2 separate regions of the Gossypium hirsutum genome follow, and region 1 is linked to region 2. Evidence: chromatin contacts called from public Hi-C data. All regions are on one chromosome and are shown on one strand. The core of a region is the stretch at or near the end of the contact, and the rest is flanking DNA. Distances in the headings are between cores, read along the strand shown.

Evidence for each region. Hi-C and Micro-C count contacts between places; a contact is called where the count stands out from the background.
Region 1: a contact with region 2 is called in a Hi-C map of leaf, with 2.4 times the contacts expected there. The contact joins the promoter of LOC107947132 here to the promoter of LOC107916763 in region 2. A contact is called at or near these places in 5 of 34 Hi-C or Micro-C datasets (leaf, petal and seedling).

The regions. Positions count from the first base shown.
Region 1 is chrA01:107,316,372-107,320,710 of Gossypium_hirsutum_v2.1, reverse strand. LOC107947132 (glycerate dehydrogenase) reads right to left here and starts at 1,802. Exons shown (of 13, transcript XM_041112461.1): 1 at 1,348-1,802; 2 at 1,155-1,238; 3 at 906-1,046; 4 at 510-631; 5 at 321-402; 6 at 1-64. The coding sequence starts at 1,470.
Region 2 is chrA01:107,058,957-107,063,495 of Gossypium_hirsutum_v2.1, reverse strand. It overlaps LOC107916763 (pto-interacting protein 1), which reads right to left and starts at 1,781. Exons shown (of 10, transcript XM_016846132.2): 1 at 1,038-1,781; 2 at 876-949; 3 at 666-784; 4 at 455-570; 5 at 1-357. The coding sequence starts at 1,176.

The sequences.
Region 1 (4,339 bases), core at 553-3,052, 260 kb before region 2:
ACTTCTCTAGCCGTGTTGATTGGTAAAGATCATAGTAAATTAAGTTCATTTTGAACCCTTCAACCTGTTATAAGATAGGAAAACGAAATGACTCCCATTAATGCAGCAAAGTAGGACCAAAAGTAGAATAAGCCTTGGAAAATATGCTCTTTGCAGCAATATTATATGGTATGTTTCATATCTCAGGAGCCAGGATTTTACACAACTTTAAAATCTACTTCAAAAACCTCACCAACCCAGACAATTTCTATTTATATTCAAGGTTACTATGATCAAGTGTCCTCAAACAATGTCGAATAAATTAGCTAGTAAGAGATTACCATCATTCTGGCGTATGCAGATCCAATACGACCAGCTCCAATTACACCAACTGTTTGTCCTTTAAGCAAGTTTCCCACAAACCTGTAAGAGAGACAAGTGGAATTGTACAAGCATGATGTAAGTGAGTTTTCGAGTTTATCATCGACATAAACAAAAAATGAAATATAAGTAATATTTCGTGGACATACAGATGAGGGAGCCATCCATCATATAAGCCAGCCCTCATGAACTCATCTGCTTCAACAATTCTTCTAGCAGCTGCCAAAGAAAGAGAAGCCGCTAGCTCTGCCGTTGTTTCTGTGAGTACACCCTACACCAAATTATCACCAACATTAGCTCTACTGTTTCTACCCCAAAATTACTGAACCAACATCGAACCATTTTATCACTACTCAAATCTTTGCAAGTTTATTTATTGTTTTATCATTACAATCCATTGTAGAAGACATATAATCGAACACATGGAGCTTGGCACTTATCCATGTTATGGAAACATACCCAAATATGATTAAACTACCCTATTAAAAAGCTTCAAAGGTTAGAGGGTAAAACTATTTGCAACTAAGTGGGAAAGTGAAACTTACAGGAGTGTTACCAACAGCAACACCATACTTGTTGGCAGCATTAACATCAACATTGTTGTAACCAACAGCCATGTTACTAAATGCTTTGCCTCCTGCTCTGCTTAAAGCTGCAAATAAAGTCTCCCCCCAGTCTTCAGTCAACTGTAACACAAATTCATAACATAAAAAACTCACAAAAAAAAAGGGAAACAAAAAGAACTCATATTTTTATTTTCTAACTGAAACAAATAATCCCAAGAAGAAAATCACCTGTCCAATCACCCCATCGCACTTATTGCCAATCAAAGAAATGATATCCTCAACGGACAAAATTGTTTTCTTCTCAGTACATATCTGAACAGGATGATGAAAAAAAAAAATTCTTTAAAAACTGGGATCTAATAGAAGAAGAGGAGAACGAAAACAGAGGGTTTAGAGAAGTGAAAAAAAACATATAATTTACTTCGACACGGCAATCTTGCTCGATTAAGAGGTTGATCCATCGAGTTCCAGGCATAGGTTTGGTGCTAATAACTCTGTATTTCCCATTTGGGTTCCACACTTCAATTGAAACTGGTTTTGCCATTGAAACTTGTCACTGAAAAACAGAGCAGAAAACTGAGCTTTTTAAAATTCAGTTACTCTGTTTCTTGCTTTTTATAGCAATGCTTTGGTGTGGTAAAGAACACTGCTTTACAGCGGTCTGTAATATCGCTACCAAAGACTCGAGTTGTAAGTAGTTCGATGTGCTTTTTAGTAAAGTTTTGACCTTATGATTATCGAATATTAAAATTGAAAATTTTGATAAAATCATTGTATATGGTTGATGTTGGTTGAGAATGATGAGGAATAGGATAGCAGTGTCTGTTCCGTAGAACATGTGATTTTGACCCATTTGGATAGAGGGATGGAGAGGGTTGAGGGCTGTGGTGAGTCTGGGATGATGCTTGGGTTTTGTGGTATAAGTTAACTGATGACATGTCTTTTGTTCATAGATGACACGTAAGAGAAGCATTTATCCTTTTTTTCAAATTACGGAAATATCCTTTAATTTAGTGGACAAAATTTGAGATGACAAAAGATACTAGAATGAATCTAAGAAACTTCGTTGGATTTCAATGTATTTTGGTGTTATTTTTAATAATTTTAGATTTTTTTTCTGGAAATTTGATATAAAAATTTATTTTTTATTTTGGCTGAAATAATTTGAATATTTAAATTTATTTTACGATTGAAATGTTCATTTATACATTTAAACTTTTACTCAATTTAATAATTTTATTCATTTATACATTTAAACTTTTACTCAATTTCTAATAATTTTATCTCTTTAAAAATTTCTTAATGACTATAATTGTTAAAAGAATCTTCTATATTTTTCTCTAAAATTAATGCTGAAACATTAACAAAATTTGGCTATAATTAAGATTTTCAGATTTGGATTGATGATTAAATCGGTTAGATCATCAATTCTCGAGTCTAATGGTTCATCCAATTTAATTAAATAAATTATTTAAAAAAATAAAAAAAATATTTGACGCCGATTAAATTAGTTCTACTAGTTGATATCGGTTCAATCGATCCGATAAACTAATTCGATCTAATTCTAATAGTTGTGGTAGTAAGGCTTGCTTTCGATCTGATTGCTGCTCACCACCCACTTTCATTGCCTATCTTTTGCCTTGATGCCTCTCTCTCTCTCCTTTTTTTTTTCCTTCTCTTTTTTCACTTTTTTCTTTCTTTTATTTTCAATTCCAAATCATTAACTTTGACTTTGTAACATTTTGATATAACAACATTTAAGAATTCTTTTATTTTTGATTCCAAATCATTAACTTTGATTTTGTAATATTTTAATATAACAACATTTAAGAATAAAATTCCAAATAATTCTATGAAAATTAATTGAAAATCTCATAAAATATTTTCAAGCTTTCAAAATCTTAAAAGCACTTGCGTAAAATAGTACAATAAGTTTCTAACGTTTTTGAGTGGATCAAAATCCATTTTTTTGATTTTCTTTTTAAATTTGTATTTCATGGATTTTAACCAAATATCTACCCCCATAGAGGATTGAACTTCTGATTGATCACCAATCATTGAACTTCTGATTGATCTCCAATCTAAAGGCTGTGTCCCTTTTGTCTAACAAACATTTTTTTGCACTTGCCAAATACAAGTTTTTCACCTCCAACAACTCTAAATGGTTAAAATTTACTTCTTTAATATAAATATGTATCAACAATACTTCAAGGACAAGAGATGCATATCCAAGCAACATATGAAGTAAATTAACAAGTAATTATAAAAGAGCTTTATTTTTTTTTATCTTTTCTTGTACACATATATTTGTTTTTTATTGAAAATCTTTTACAAGTTTTAAGGTTATCTTGTGCTTAAACTTTGTAAACACCATACCTTTATTTTGGAGAGGCCTTTTTTATTACACTTTAAAACAAGTTTTTTTTAGAGGTTTCTAGTTTACTTTTGAAAGCTACAGGGGTTATAACTTAACCTTGAGAAAACAATGGCAAAGGTTTGTAATTCATGTTAGTAAATTTGAAACTCCTTTGCAGGTGATTGCAAGTAAAGTTAAGGGAGATGGTATAAAAAAATGAGACCAAATTTTCCAACCAATATTTTAAGCAATTTAAGCTTGGGTTTAAAGCCTATCAAAACACTGTTGATTGACTACTTGAAGAGGCTTATAAATAGATTGTTTTGTGTCATACATCAAGAGCAATTTTGGAGTGTCTTTTTCGGCAACTTTATTGTGTTTTCTTGTGGTAATTTCGTGACACTCTTTTAGATATTATTTGATGAGTTTATTGATTATATTGTTAGGTATTTGGGTGAGTGATCTGTGACAATTGGGGTCGATATTAGGGCTGCAATTACTTTTTTGTGTAAGGGTAAATGCCAATAGGTGATCCAGATGATTGTTGAATATCATTCATTAGGTAATGCTTCATAGACGTAGGACAGTTGTTGTAACACCCCTTGCCTGTCCCTATTGCTGGGATTGAGCTACAGAATGCTACAATGCAAAATAGAACAATTATAGACATTTAATGAATAATTTGAATCCAAAAATCATTAACTACCATCATATAAGTCATTTAGTACAAATTAAACTTTTCCTCGAGCTTTATACGAGCTTTTGTAAGCTCAAAAGTTGACTCGATATCGAATAAGGACCAAACTAAAAAGATTTCAAAAGTTCAGAACAACGTCGTGGCGTGAGGGAGTTCCTTTTCATGACGCCACCAAAATAGTTTGTCGTGTCACGATGTCAGTCCGTTCGACGTCACAATGTCACTCACTATTTCAGCCTTGTTGAGATGACGGGAATCCTCGTCTCAATGTGACATTACAAGCTTTTTCTTGTCGGGATGACCATTATATGACGTTGCAATGTGAATCCTGTTTTTTGTACATTAAGGCCAGTTGACACT
Region 2 (4,539 bases), core at 532-3,031:
GAGACCGACTTGGTAAGTTCATTACCCATTTCACGACCGACATGCTCCTGGCATGCTTCGCTTGTGGTGTTGCTGAACTAGCCCTCAGGAGGAGGGGCCAACCAGGCTTATAGTCCATATTATCTCCTGCAAAAAGAGAAATGGACCACGAAGGGATTCTCTTCCCTTCATGAATAACACTCAATATTTCAATCTTCGAATCTTCACTACTGGTTCTTGATCCGTCTTTGGAGCTTTGAATCCCTTCAAAACTGGATATCTCAGACCCTACTTCAGAATCACCATATTCTGATTGGCATTCTTTGATACCAAGGTTTTCGGTCAGACAAAGACTCAGTCTTGGATCACCTTTAAGACCTGACATAATCCCATATACATCATCTATTACTTCTAAAGACCATAGTAGAAAACAGAAACCAGTTCTCTATTATTCCTAGGATAGGTAGAACCAAACCTGATAGTTCATTCTTGTTGGACCTTTCGAAAACAATTTTTCCCTTGTTGATGGCCACAACATTGGTGGTTGTTGGCAGCCGCTTCGTGCAGTATCTAGCCGTGGAAGTCCAACCCCTGAAAATGATGTCTGTTTTTTGAGTAATCAGACAAAGAATCACACCAATTTTGAACAGCCAAAATGATTTTGAGTCTGTTAACTGCTGACTTACCCAAGAGGACTCCTCTTGTCTATACCCACAACTAGAGCTACAGCACCATAGTTTATTGCTTCTCGAATTAAAACCTTTCGTATCGAATTTCCTTTATAAATCTGGCCTTTAAGATCAACCTGCAAGCCATGTATAATGATCAATATCAATTTTTTCATTCATGGTAAGTGAAAATTCATAAATGCCAGAACTATTGGTAATGAAAGCAACCTTCTTTATAGAACACAGGCCTTCATATGCTTCTAAATAACCCTCTAATAACAATTTCTGTCCCAAAGCATGATCTACATCGAAATTTCAGATTAGAATACACAAAAAAAACCATGGTACAAAACATCAAAGTTCGCTGTCAAGAAATCAAAAATGCCTTACCTGAATTCCGGGTAACATGAATTGCTACAACACAATCACCAGGTTCAGCAACTTTTACAAGAGCCCAACTAAGCAAATCCCTGCTTTCACTATCTAATCGAATCCCAACCAATACATTTTTCTTCTTATCAGAAGGCATGTTTTCTGAAAATCTAGAACCTTACCAGCTTTCTGAAATATTCAATTTAGTCCTTCCATATAGAAACCACCATCACCATCTTCATTCGAGTTCATAAAAAGAAATCTAAAAATACCCCAACAACACTAGGCACTTAACCCTTAGTGATCATAAATGAAACCCCATTACCATATTTGGATTTGAAAACCCAAACTCAAAGAAAAAAAAAAGAAACCCAGATTGTTTATAGACTAAACAAATCTACCAAAATCTTTGAATTTAAGAAAAAAGATAAACAGAAGAAGACAATTGAATTCAGTGCGCCAATTTTGTACGTATACGTTTTTTTTTAATCCAAAACGGGTTTTTTTTTTGTAAAATTATATTGCCGCCAAAGAACATCACCCCCTCTACCTGCTACAACCAGTTTCAATACACTTTTGTGTATATAAATTATTGAGCAATAAAAAATTTAAAAAAAATGTTGGGGTGATGACAAAGATATTCAATCTACTTTATTTTTTAAATAATTTTTTTATTTTTATTTAAAAAAAATTTAGGAAATGGTTCATGAGTGAAGAAACCCTTGAGATAAAAGTGTCGGCAAAGTAAAAAAAAAAAAAAAGGAATTCCCGCGAAGAGTGGGCAACGAATTTCAGTGCTGAATTAAAAGAGGAAAAATAGGGACTCCATTTTTGTTTATAAAAGTAATTAATTAATTAAAAAAATTAAGTTCGTTTAAAGAACCGGCAAATTTCGCGCGAAACCCATGGTCTCTGGTCGTTTTGTGGGAGAAATGAAGTGACAGAAGCGAAGCTTTTACCGGCTATTGCGGGTTGAGGAGTAGGACCCCTATTGGGCTCTGGCTTATCCTCTTGACTCGTGTTTTTCTATTTTCCTTATAAAGATAAAAAAAAATTAAAAGTTTTTAGTATTACAAAGGGGTAATTTTTTGATTGTTAGCTTAAAGCAAGGAAGATTAAATTTGAAAATTATAGTAGATTCTGGGTCAAATTCCTATTTTAGTTTAATTTCTGTTTGATTACAATCTCATCATGCTTTGGTCAAAAATATATCTTATCATCTCTTCCATATATTTATTCATCTTTAATTAAAATGTTTTTCTTAATTTCAAGAAATTAATTTTCATTTTTTGTGTTTCTTACATTAATATAGACATGAGATTTGGTGCAGTTTAATTTTCATCAAATACACGTGGTTTTATCAACTTTTTTATAGACAATTGCAATCATCAAGTTCGTTGAAGATTATTCATCATTTTATTTATTACATTTATAGGGATTTTTAAGATAAAATATTTTGAAAATAATTATTTTTTTATCAAAGTGATTTTTTGACCCATCCCAATGATGTGATGTGAATTTGAGGTTGGGTATTCTAAATTTTATGTTAAATTTATTAAAATATTATTCAATTTTGATAAATGATTTTAAACAATTAAGTAAATAATTTGTTTTTTTATAATATTTAGCATGTTATACGGGCTATTTAGAGAAGTAAATTACAGATTTGGTTCTCCTTTATTATTATTACCAAATATATTTTTTTATTTTTTTTAAAATATCCTAATATTAAGCTATTTTATTATTTAAAGGTTATAATAGTAAATAGAAAATAAAAAAGGTATGGTGGTAAAACATGTTGATTTGAATCTTACTATTTTTGTAATTAAGGTAAGGCCACTCACATCTTAAACGTGATAAATACAAGTATGGTGAGATGAAGTGAAATCACATGTTGTTTTCTCCATTTAAGTCTTCATTTTCTTGGCACTTATGCATGACCCAAACCTAATCTATATACCTTTTTTAATTATCTTTTTGGTGCACCTAAGCATATTTACAACCCAATTTAATATATTCTTTTTCAAATTGTCAAAAAGAAACTAATATGAAGAAAATTATTATTTAGAAATTAAAAATTTATTTAAAATTTGAATTTGTTAAAATGTAAATTGGAAATTAAAAAGATTCAATGATGACATAAAAATTGAAAAAGTAGTGGCAACCACTTTGTACATAAGCATATTAAACAAATTTTATTTAATTTATTTTGTTGGAATATTACTTTCATATTTTTTATTTATAAAGTATATATGGTTGCCCAAAACTTCATATTTTTGATTGCTTGGTCAGATTTCGAAAATACCATTTGGCGTTTTCCTCCTCCAAAATTTTTAATAGTTCAGCTGTCATTTCAATCACACGTGTGGATCCACCGGCTAACCCCCTACAATATTCCACGTCTACATTATCTTACCACTTCATGCGTCTACAAATCTGCTTTACCAACGGTCGGTTTGAAAAGATTTTATATCCAAATTCGTGGTGTAAAGGTGAAAAAGATTCTTTTAAAAAGTAATTATATTTTGGATAAAAAAAACATAAAAGTGAGTTTATAAAGGTGAGTAGTATTTGGGCAGTCCTTAACTTTAAAAAAATAAATAAATAAATAAACAAACAAAAGCAATTTGAAAAAATTGATAATGTTTGTAAAAAATCCAAAATGCCGATATCACATATGTCAATCCAATCTAATATTGCTTTTACTCTGAAGGGATCAATATTTGCAATGCATAAATTAATGATAATTTGACTAATTAACATATTTATTTTTCATTTTTAAATGAGATGTCACAATCCAAAAGAAAGCTGCGAGATTCAAAATTGCACTTAAAAACTTTCATTTCGATCTTTGTTGTTTCTCTAGTTTAGACAATTTATATTGTCATTTCATAAAGTTATATTAATGCTAAGTCAAAAAGAGTTCATTGTTTCAGTGTTGATAGGTGTACAGTTGAAAGAACTGATACGATCATATGTCGTATTTGATCAATCGAGGAACACATTGGTATGTCCAATTAAGTGATTGGTTGGATCCGTAAGGAAAATAGTAATTAATTTTAAACGACCTGCGCATTTGAGCCTATTGGTTCGAGTTGGGCCCTTCTAGTTTGCAAGGCTACTAGAAAGTTAAATCGTAGATGCGTGTTTCATGGTTGTTCATTTAGTAAGTGTTAGTTGTTAAGTGTTCCCACAATTAATTTATACACAGAAGGGTTAGCCTAAGATGTCCTTGATCATTATAACTGACTTATCAATTGAAAGAAAAGATTCATTATCAAGGATCAATTCGAAACCGAAGCAAAAATCAAGCCTAAAGCTAGAATTTCATCACATCAGTTTATTTAATTTAGTAATGTTTCTGCTTATTTTTACTATTATTTCAATTTTAATTATTTCTAGTGTTTCTACTTTTATCATAGTTAAAACCCCCTTTTTTGTTTTTGCACATATCGTCTCATGTCGTGGCCACGACAGCTGCCTAAGTGTGTAACCTAGTTAAACTGAATGATAATTTTAG